2 separate regions of the Macaca mulatta genome follow, and region 1 is linked to region 2. The links are chromatin contacts, called in public Hi-C maps. All regions are on one chromosome and are shown on one strand. The core of a region is the stretch at or near the end of the contact, and the rest is flanking DNA. Distances in the headings are between cores, read along the strand shown. Region 1 holds the start of TSN (translin). Region 2 holds the start of CLASP1 (cytoplasmic linker associated protein 1).

The links. A called contact is a pair of places that touch in the nucleus more often than the background predicts.
Region 1: a contact with region 2 is called in a Hi-C map of blood, with 5 times the contacts expected there. The contact joins the promoter of TSN here to the promoter of CLASP1 in region 2. A contact is called at or near these places in 2 of 14 Hi-C or Micro-C datasets (blood and cortical neurons).

Annotation. Positions count from the first base shown.
Region 1 is chr12:15,712,713-15,716,710 of T2T-MMU8v2.0, reverse strand. It overlaps TSN (translin), which reads left to right and starts at 1,655. Exons shown (of 6, transcript NM_001266679.1): 1 at 1,655-1,745; 2 at 3,141-3,234. The coding sequence starts at 1,680.
Region 2 is chr12:15,812,700-15,816,796 of T2T-MMU8v2.0, reverse strand. CLASP1 (cytoplasmic linker associated protein 1) reads right to left here and starts at 2,338. Exons shown (of 36, transcript XM_077956849.1): 1 at 2,248-2,338.

The DNA.
Region 1 (3,998 bases), core at 406-2,905, 99 kb after region 2:
CATGGATGCTGGAGCTAGCAAAATAAGTAGCTAGCCTACTAAATGGTTAAAATTAGAGGTTTATATCTGGGTGCAGTGGTTGATACCTGTAATCCCAGCAGTTTGAAAGGCTGAGGTGGGACTGCCTGAGCCCAGGAGTTCGAGACCAGACTGGGCAACAGAGTGAGACCGTCTCTACCAAAAAACAAAACAAACAGCGACAAACAAAAAATCCACACAAAAAACAAAGAAAGACAAAAACCAATTAGTGGCTTATGTGCCTAACTCAGTAGGTAAAAGGGAGAGGTGACGAAAGTTTGTATGAAAACAAATAGGATTCTTTAAGACAGACAAATGGGTTTTGGGAGAACAAACAGGAGCTAAGAAAGGGTTTTTTTTTTTTTTTTTTTAGACGGAGTCTCTCTGTTGCCCAGGCTATAGATCAGTGGTGTGACCTTGGCTAACTGCAACCTCTGCCTCCCGGGTTCAAGCGATTCTCCTGCCTCAGCCTCCCGAGTTGCTGGGATTACAGGCGCACACCACCACGCCAGGCTAATTTTTGTATTTTTAGTAGAGACGGGGTTTCACCATATTGATCAGGCTGGTCTCGAACTCCTGACCTCGTGATCTGCCAGCCTCGGCCTCCCAAAGTGCTGGGATTACGTGTGAGCCACCGCGCCCGGCGGATAATTTTTTAAAAATGTAGGTGCTAGTGGTCTTACTGTCTTCTTCATGGACATGAAATTCTTCTCATATAATGAGAATTAAATATGATCCTTCATATAAAGAGTTTAGAATAACGTCAGGCACAAAGCAAGCAGTAAGTTATAATTTAGATAAGAATCATTCCAGTTCATCTGGAGACTGCAACACACACACACTGTATTTGTGTATGGAATAACTGTTCAAGAACACATACACACAGTATTTGTGTATGAAATAACTCTTCAAAAACAAAGGGGAAACAGTTATAGGGCATGGAAGGGGAATTAGGGCAAGGTGTGAGTGGAAAGAGAAACATCCCACCGCCCACGCTTAAAAAATCCGTTTAATTTAAAAATAGGGAATACAGCCATACAGAGAAGACATTAAAATAAAAGATTTACACAGAAAATTTTCCTTCCCAATCCATTCCCTACTCACAGTCCTACATACGTTACTTTTATTTTCCTTTTTTTGGAAATGTAAATGCACGGCCCCCTACTTCCTCACGAAGGCTGCACTCTCTCTACGTTCTTCTGCACCTGTGTTTTTGTGCATACTCTTTCGTTGTGAAATATTTCCCCCCAACTGCTGTAGTGTATGAAATAAATACACACACGTAACCTAAACAACCCCGCTCGCCCGCACCACCTACAAGCCCGTCCCCGCCCTCCCTGAGGCCCACGTGCTCCGAGGGCCCCCTTCGCAGGTTGTTTCTGGCGATGCCTGTCTGAAGGCCTCAGACTGAGGCCCCGCCCACTCTCCTCCTCCTCTGCCCTTTGGACGCGCGCCTCGCGGACGGCGCCTCAGGCAGCGCGGCGGACAGCCCGTCCTCCGGCGCGCCGCGGGCCTCGGAGGACCCCAGCGACGGTCGTGGCGTAAGACCGGGGGGACGCGGCGATAGCGGCGGCCGTTGCGATTGATTGCGCTGGTTGCCTCCGGCGTCCACTTCCCTGGCCGCCCTTGCTACACTGGCTGATTGTTGTGCAGCCGGCGCCATGTCTGTGAGCGAGATCTTCGTGGAGCTGCAGGGCTTTTTGGCTGCCGAGCAGGACATCCGAGAGGCGAGCCCCCTCCCTTCCCCATTCCCTTTGCCTTTCCATGCCTAGGTGGGCCACTGCGCCCGACCCTCCTCTGTCGCTCAGTCTCGGGCGGTGGGGACGCCTCCGAGGGTGGGTTGCTTCCCCTCTAGCTTTAGGTTAGGACACTCCCCGCCCCCGCCCCAAATTTTGCCGCTCTGTCCTGATTCCTTGTGTTCGGGTCTCAGCTTCTAAGCATTACCTGCCTCATTTGTGTCAGTTTTCCTTCTTTTCAGCGCTTGTTTATACCGAAGGCTCGATTAGCACCTGGTCTTCGGCGAATGAGCGTTTCGTGTATTTTTGTTGGTGTCTTAAAAGCACATGTGATCTCCTGCTTAAAACTGTCCTATGGTTTCCTATCCCACACAGGATAAAAAAATCAGACCCTCCTGTGGCTCACACGGTCTCTCGTCAATCTCATTTATGCTCTCTGTCTTTGTGTATGATGTTCACTTTACCTCTTCTAGTGCGCCAGATAGCTTCCTGCCTGTTCGCTTTTCCTGGAATTTGCTTCTTTCCCGTTCTTTTCGTGATTGTCTCGTATTTATGTCATTGACGTCACAGTCTAAACGATCTATTTCCTGTTATGTTTTCTAGTAGCACCTTAAGTTTTTTAAATGTGTGTAATGTTGATTATTTTTAAAAAATCTTCTCCCCCATTGTATGTTAAACCATCAGAGGGAAAGGATTGTGTGCTCGGTTCCCCAGTATTTACACAGTGCCTCACACATAAGTATGCTCAGTGAATATTTTAAAAATGAATTAGAGGCCGAGAGCGGCGCCTCATGCCTATAATTCCAGCATTTTGGGAGGCCGAGGCGGGTGGATCACTTGAGGCAAGGAGTTTGAAACTAGCCTGGCCAACATGGCGAAACCCTGTCTCTGCTAAAAATACAAAAGAAAATTAACTGGGCATGGTTGCGAACGCCTGTAATCCCAGCTACTTGGGAGGCTGAAGCAGGAGAATTGGTTGAACCCAGGAGACGGAGGTTGCGGTGAGCTGAGATCGCGCCGTTGCACTCCAGCCTGGGTGACAGAATGAGACTCCGTCTCAAAAAAAAAAGAAAAAAGAAAAAAAAGAAGTGTAAATACCCAACTCTTGTATTGCATTTAACTCTTCATTCTGCAAGTTACGTTCACACACATCATCCATTATAATGTCCCAATTGAATCCTTGGGGTGAATGGGTGGCTATTATCCTTTAAAGAGTACCTGAGGAATCTAAGGCTTTTTAGTGACTTTTTGAAGTCTTACAGAGGAAATAAGTGGAAAAAAGTCAGGATTCAAACTTGGTTATGATCACATAAACTAATGTGTTTGGTGTGAGTGTATGACAATAATTCTGTTGAGTATCTGATTTTTATTTTTAATTCTCTCTAGGAAATCCGAAAAGTTGTACAGAGTTTAGAACAAACAGCTCGAGAGATTTTAACTCTACTGCAAGGGGTCCATCAGGGTGCTGGGTTTCAGGACAGTAAGTTCTTGTTTTATACTCAATTATCAGTCTCTTATTTAGAAGAGAGTTTCTATCCAGAAGACATTTTATAATGAAAAATGGCTATCATGCTTTATGGTGAGTAAAAATTGAAGAAGGAGGTGATTTGATAATTTTGGTTGATTTTTCTTGCACTACCAGATAGTATGGTTTAAATAGAGATGTTTTCTATTGTGATGGCATTCTACTGATGATAATTACAATTGCTTAACCCATTTCCTGTTTAGAAAAAAAAAGTGCAGCTTTCTGCTAGCACAGTATTCTCAGGATAAGTGGGAAAAGGGTTTATTAATATTTATTTACTTTTTCTCCCGAGACGGAGTTTCGCTCTTGTTGCCCAGGCTGGAGTGCAGTGGCGCCATCTCAGCTCACTGCAGTCTCCGCCTCCCAGGTTCAAGTGATTCTCCTGCCTCAGCCTCCTGAGTAGCTGGTATTACAGGCGCCCGCCATCACGCCCAGCTACTTTTTTTTTTTTTTTTTTTTGTATTTTTGATAGGGACGGGGTTTCACTCTATTGACCAGGCTGGTCTTGCACTCCTGACCTCAGATGATCCTCCTGCCTCGGCCTCCCAAAGTGCTGGGATTACAGGTGTGAGCCACCGCGCCTGGCCCAAGCGTTTATAACTCTTGTGTTATCTAGTGACTTTTATTTGGCCCTTTTGTGTGTGTGTGTATATGTGTGTGTATGCACCAGTGTGTAGTTGAATCCAGTCTTTCAGTGATTGAATACCTTTTAATATGAG
Region 2 (4,097 bases), core at 1,089-3,588:
ACTTTGGGAGGCCAAGGCAGGCAGATCACCGGAGGTCAGGAGTTCAAGACCAGCCTGGCCAACGTGGTGAAACCTGTCTCTACTAAAAACACAAAAATTAGCTGGGCATGGTTGTGGGTGCCTGTAATCCCAGCTACTCAGGAGGCTGAGGAAGGAGAATCGCTTGAACCCGGGAGGTGGAGGTTGCAGTGAGCTGAGATTGCACCATTGCACTTCAGCCTGAGCAACAAGAGCAAAACTCTGTTTCAAAAACAAAAATAAATAATAAATAAAACCAGTAAACAAAACATAACACACTTAAATGACAAACTTAATGTTCTTCTGGCCAATCATTTCTCAACATCCCTGTCAAACTATTTTAAGCGTCTGAAATCTTGCTCTATAAAAAGCAAGTTCCCATCATCTGAACTACACTTAAAGAGATCTATCCCACTAGTTACTGAAGCATAATACACCAGGCTTGAGAGTTTCACTTGCTATCAATTAAAAAAAAAAATGCTTACCTCTTTTACATAAATAAAGTTTAATCTGTAGGTTAATTCAAAAGCCTGACATACTAGGAGATCTGGGTTTTCCGTTCTAACACAACTTTATGGTGCAAACTTAGCAAAAGCCTTTTCTGTATTTGCCAATTCAGTTATAACACACACATACAATATTTGATACCTCCACCACCAACAAAGTCTTTTCTAAGGAGTTCTGACTTTGGTTAACCTTACTTGGGAGAATTAAAAGCTATGGCTGAAAACTCCTTCATAAAAACTAAAACTTTAGAAGTCTAAAATGGTGTTACAATCTAGCCCATAATAAACAATGAATACCATCTAGCCCATAATAAACAATGAATTATAGAAACTGAGATTTGAGTAACAACTGCTAAAAAGGTGTATTACACAATTTAACAAGATAACCAAATCATCAAAATTTAAATCTTTCTTAACAAAGGTAAAAAATAAATAATATTCAGTACTCTGAGGCATTGTGCTACCTTTTATCTATTTGGTCTCTACATCAATGTTGCTATTCTCCCACTCCCTTGATGAGCAAACAGAGGCAATGTCCAGGACCCCTCATATCGAGACATCAGTTAACGTCGTAAATGATCATAGCAATAAAAACAATTTCTAATGCCAGAATTGAAAACGGACTGTGCCACCCAAATAGGGTCCAAGGTACGTGACGGCATGAAACTATTTCTCGCCTCTGATTCTTCTGCATCACTGTCTCCCAAAGGACTAGAGAATCTGAAGCTCTCATTGCCACATCTACAAATTAAAGTATCATGTTTAAAGAGCTCACAGTTTCTACGAATGGTCAGTATTTAATGAAAGCACCTCACTACACAGAAACTCACCCAGCTGCAAACTCATCACAGCGTGCTTTCAGACTCCACATTAATTTTTTTTTAATTTTAGAAACAACTATTTTAAAAATATTATGTAATAATTTAAACTCTGGAAAGCCCCATACTCATCCCAGCAGCTCGGAAAATGGAAAGCAAAATTCGATTCGCTCCATTGTATCTAGCCAGGCTAATGTGCAAGATCACACACTCATCTTCGTCAGAGCGTCTCTGCCAATACCAAAGAACAACAAAGGCAAGTTGAGAAGTCTGCACAGGCTTAACTCAGCACTTGTTCGCTTTCCCAGCTTCAGAAAGAAGCTCTTCGAAGGCCCCGGGGACCAAGGGGACCTTGTGCATCCCATCAAGCCAGCCGCTCTGCTCGGCGCCGCTCGCGCAGCTTTTGTCTGGCCCGGTTGGGAGCCCGGGCCGCCCGCCTCCCGGCACCCCTTCTCTCTGGATCTTTCTCCACACCCATCACTCGCCGATGACTAGTTGTTGTGGGTTTCTCTCCCTCGCCCCCTCCCTTCCTTTCAAACGCGCCCCGGGCTCGCTGGCTTCTCCCACCCAGCCCGGGAGACTCGGTTTAGGAAGGGGGCCCGGGTGGGGTCTGGAAAAGGGAAACAGAGAGGTGCACACAAAGCCGACTGACCCCACGGCCGATCCCCTCCCTCTGCAAAGCAGCCGGGGTTCAGCGACCTACTGGTTGGATAAACAACCCTCGCATCCCGCTCCTCGCCAGGCTCCCACCTCAGAGCCGCCCCATCCCCCCAAAGTGCACCCAAGAGCCGATGACAGCGCTGGACATCGCCCCCACCCAGACCCGGCGCCCGCCACTGCGCGGGAGGGGCCAGGGCCGCGGGAGGGCTCGGGTCTGACCCTCCACCCCCTGACCGGGTACTTACAGCCCTGTTTTTCGTTACTGTTGCCGCTGCGGACCAGAGAGCCGCCGCCTTCTCCTCCACCCCAATGAGGTTAAGCGCTTGGTGCGGGGATTAAAAAAAAAAAAAAAAGGAAAAAAAAAAAAAAAGACCGAGAGCGAGAGAGACGCCGAGGGCGCCTGCGCAGTGCGGTCCCCCTTTTTCTTCTTACCGCCACCGACCCGGCTGCACCATAGAGAGCGTAAACCGATACCAGAGAGGCGGTTGCCTCTCTATGGTAACGCCCCGCGCACGCGCCGGCCTGGCCGTGTTAGGCTTCGCGGGCGTAAAGTCCCCGGGAGCTTTGCCCCTCACGGAGAACGTTGGTTGACCCTGATGGGTACCCGTAGGGTAAAGGTTTTGGGGGTTTTTTTGTTTTTTTGTTTTTTTGTTTTTTTCAGGAAAGGGTGCCCCCAGTGTAGTTAGGCCCCTTGGAAAGTTGCGACAAAACTCGAGTTACACAAGGAAGGTCGGAACTAAGTGGCCACAGCAACAATGCACCAGCAAGCAGGGAGCGTGATAGGAAGAGCTAAAGAGAAGTCGGGAAACCCTGGGTAAAAGTCGTCCAAGTGGAACTTCCTTTGGTCTGGGGTCTGATACTCGAAGGAAAGGGTCTTTCACTTCTGGGTTGGTACGGCCGCCTACAAGGCGACTGCAATGAAGGAAATTGTGCCCTGCGACTTCCCGTAACAGAGCTGTGCGTCCACTCTCCCTTTTCCGAGCAGGCGCGGACGCTTGTGCCGGAAGTAAACTTTGTAACGGTTCTTTACCTTTTGGGGAGGGGAGACAGCCCTGAGAAGGCTTCGGAGAGCCTTGAGTCGGCCTGCGAGCAGGGTTTCTTACTTGAGCGCCTCCACAAATAAACGCTCCTTCGCTCCTCCGTCGCGTGCGTTTCCCTGGGATAATAAGTAGGAAAGTGGTGGCTTTTATTTTTTTGAGACAGGATCTCACCGCCGTCGTCCAGGCTGGATGGAGTGCATTGGGCGCGATCACGGCTCACTGCAGCCTCGACCTCCCAGGCTCACGTGATCCTCCTGCCTTAGCCTCCCGAGTAGCTGGAATTACAGGCGCGCACCACTACTCCTAAGTACTTTTTGTGTTTTTTTGTAGAGATGGGTTTCACCATGTTTCCCAGCCTTGTCTCAAACTCCTGACCTCAAGTGACCCGCCTGGTTGGGTCTTCGAAAGTGCTGGGACTGCAGGAGTGAGCCACCACATCCGGCCCGGAAAGTGTTTTGGAGGGTAGAAAACTGCAAATTATAGTGCTGCTTTCAAGGATCCCGAAGGACCCACAGTTTTGCCGCATCAGGCTCCTATGCGCGCCGGTAATTTGATGTGTTGAGATGCACTGCCTAGTGCATCGTTTTTACTGGAGGAGATTGTGTGCGGAGCTCCTCGCTAGTATCATGTGTATGTGTTGGGATGGGAGAGAAGTGCAGGAGAACTGTGAGAGAACGCCCCCTGATCCTCAGGGTCTTAAGAGGTATGGTCGGAGAGGCTAAGCTAAAGCATGAAAGCCATGTGTAGGCCCTTCTGTGTAGTGTAGAAAAGGGAGAGGTCTGTGGTTTCAAAGAGTAGGGATGACATGGAGGATGCGACTCCTGGTTGGATCTATAAAGTAATGTCTTTGGGACGAAAGCACATGCAACCTTTTGAAAATGGATGGGTGATAATGAAAGACCATTCCAGAGAAGAAACACCGTGGTGCAAAGGCTCAAGAGGCATACTGGAAGTACAATGAAGAGATCAGTCTAACTGAAATGGGAAAAATAGAAACGAGAGAAAAATAAAAAGTAAGATTTCATGAGAAAGGTGAAATAGATTTTTAAATTTTT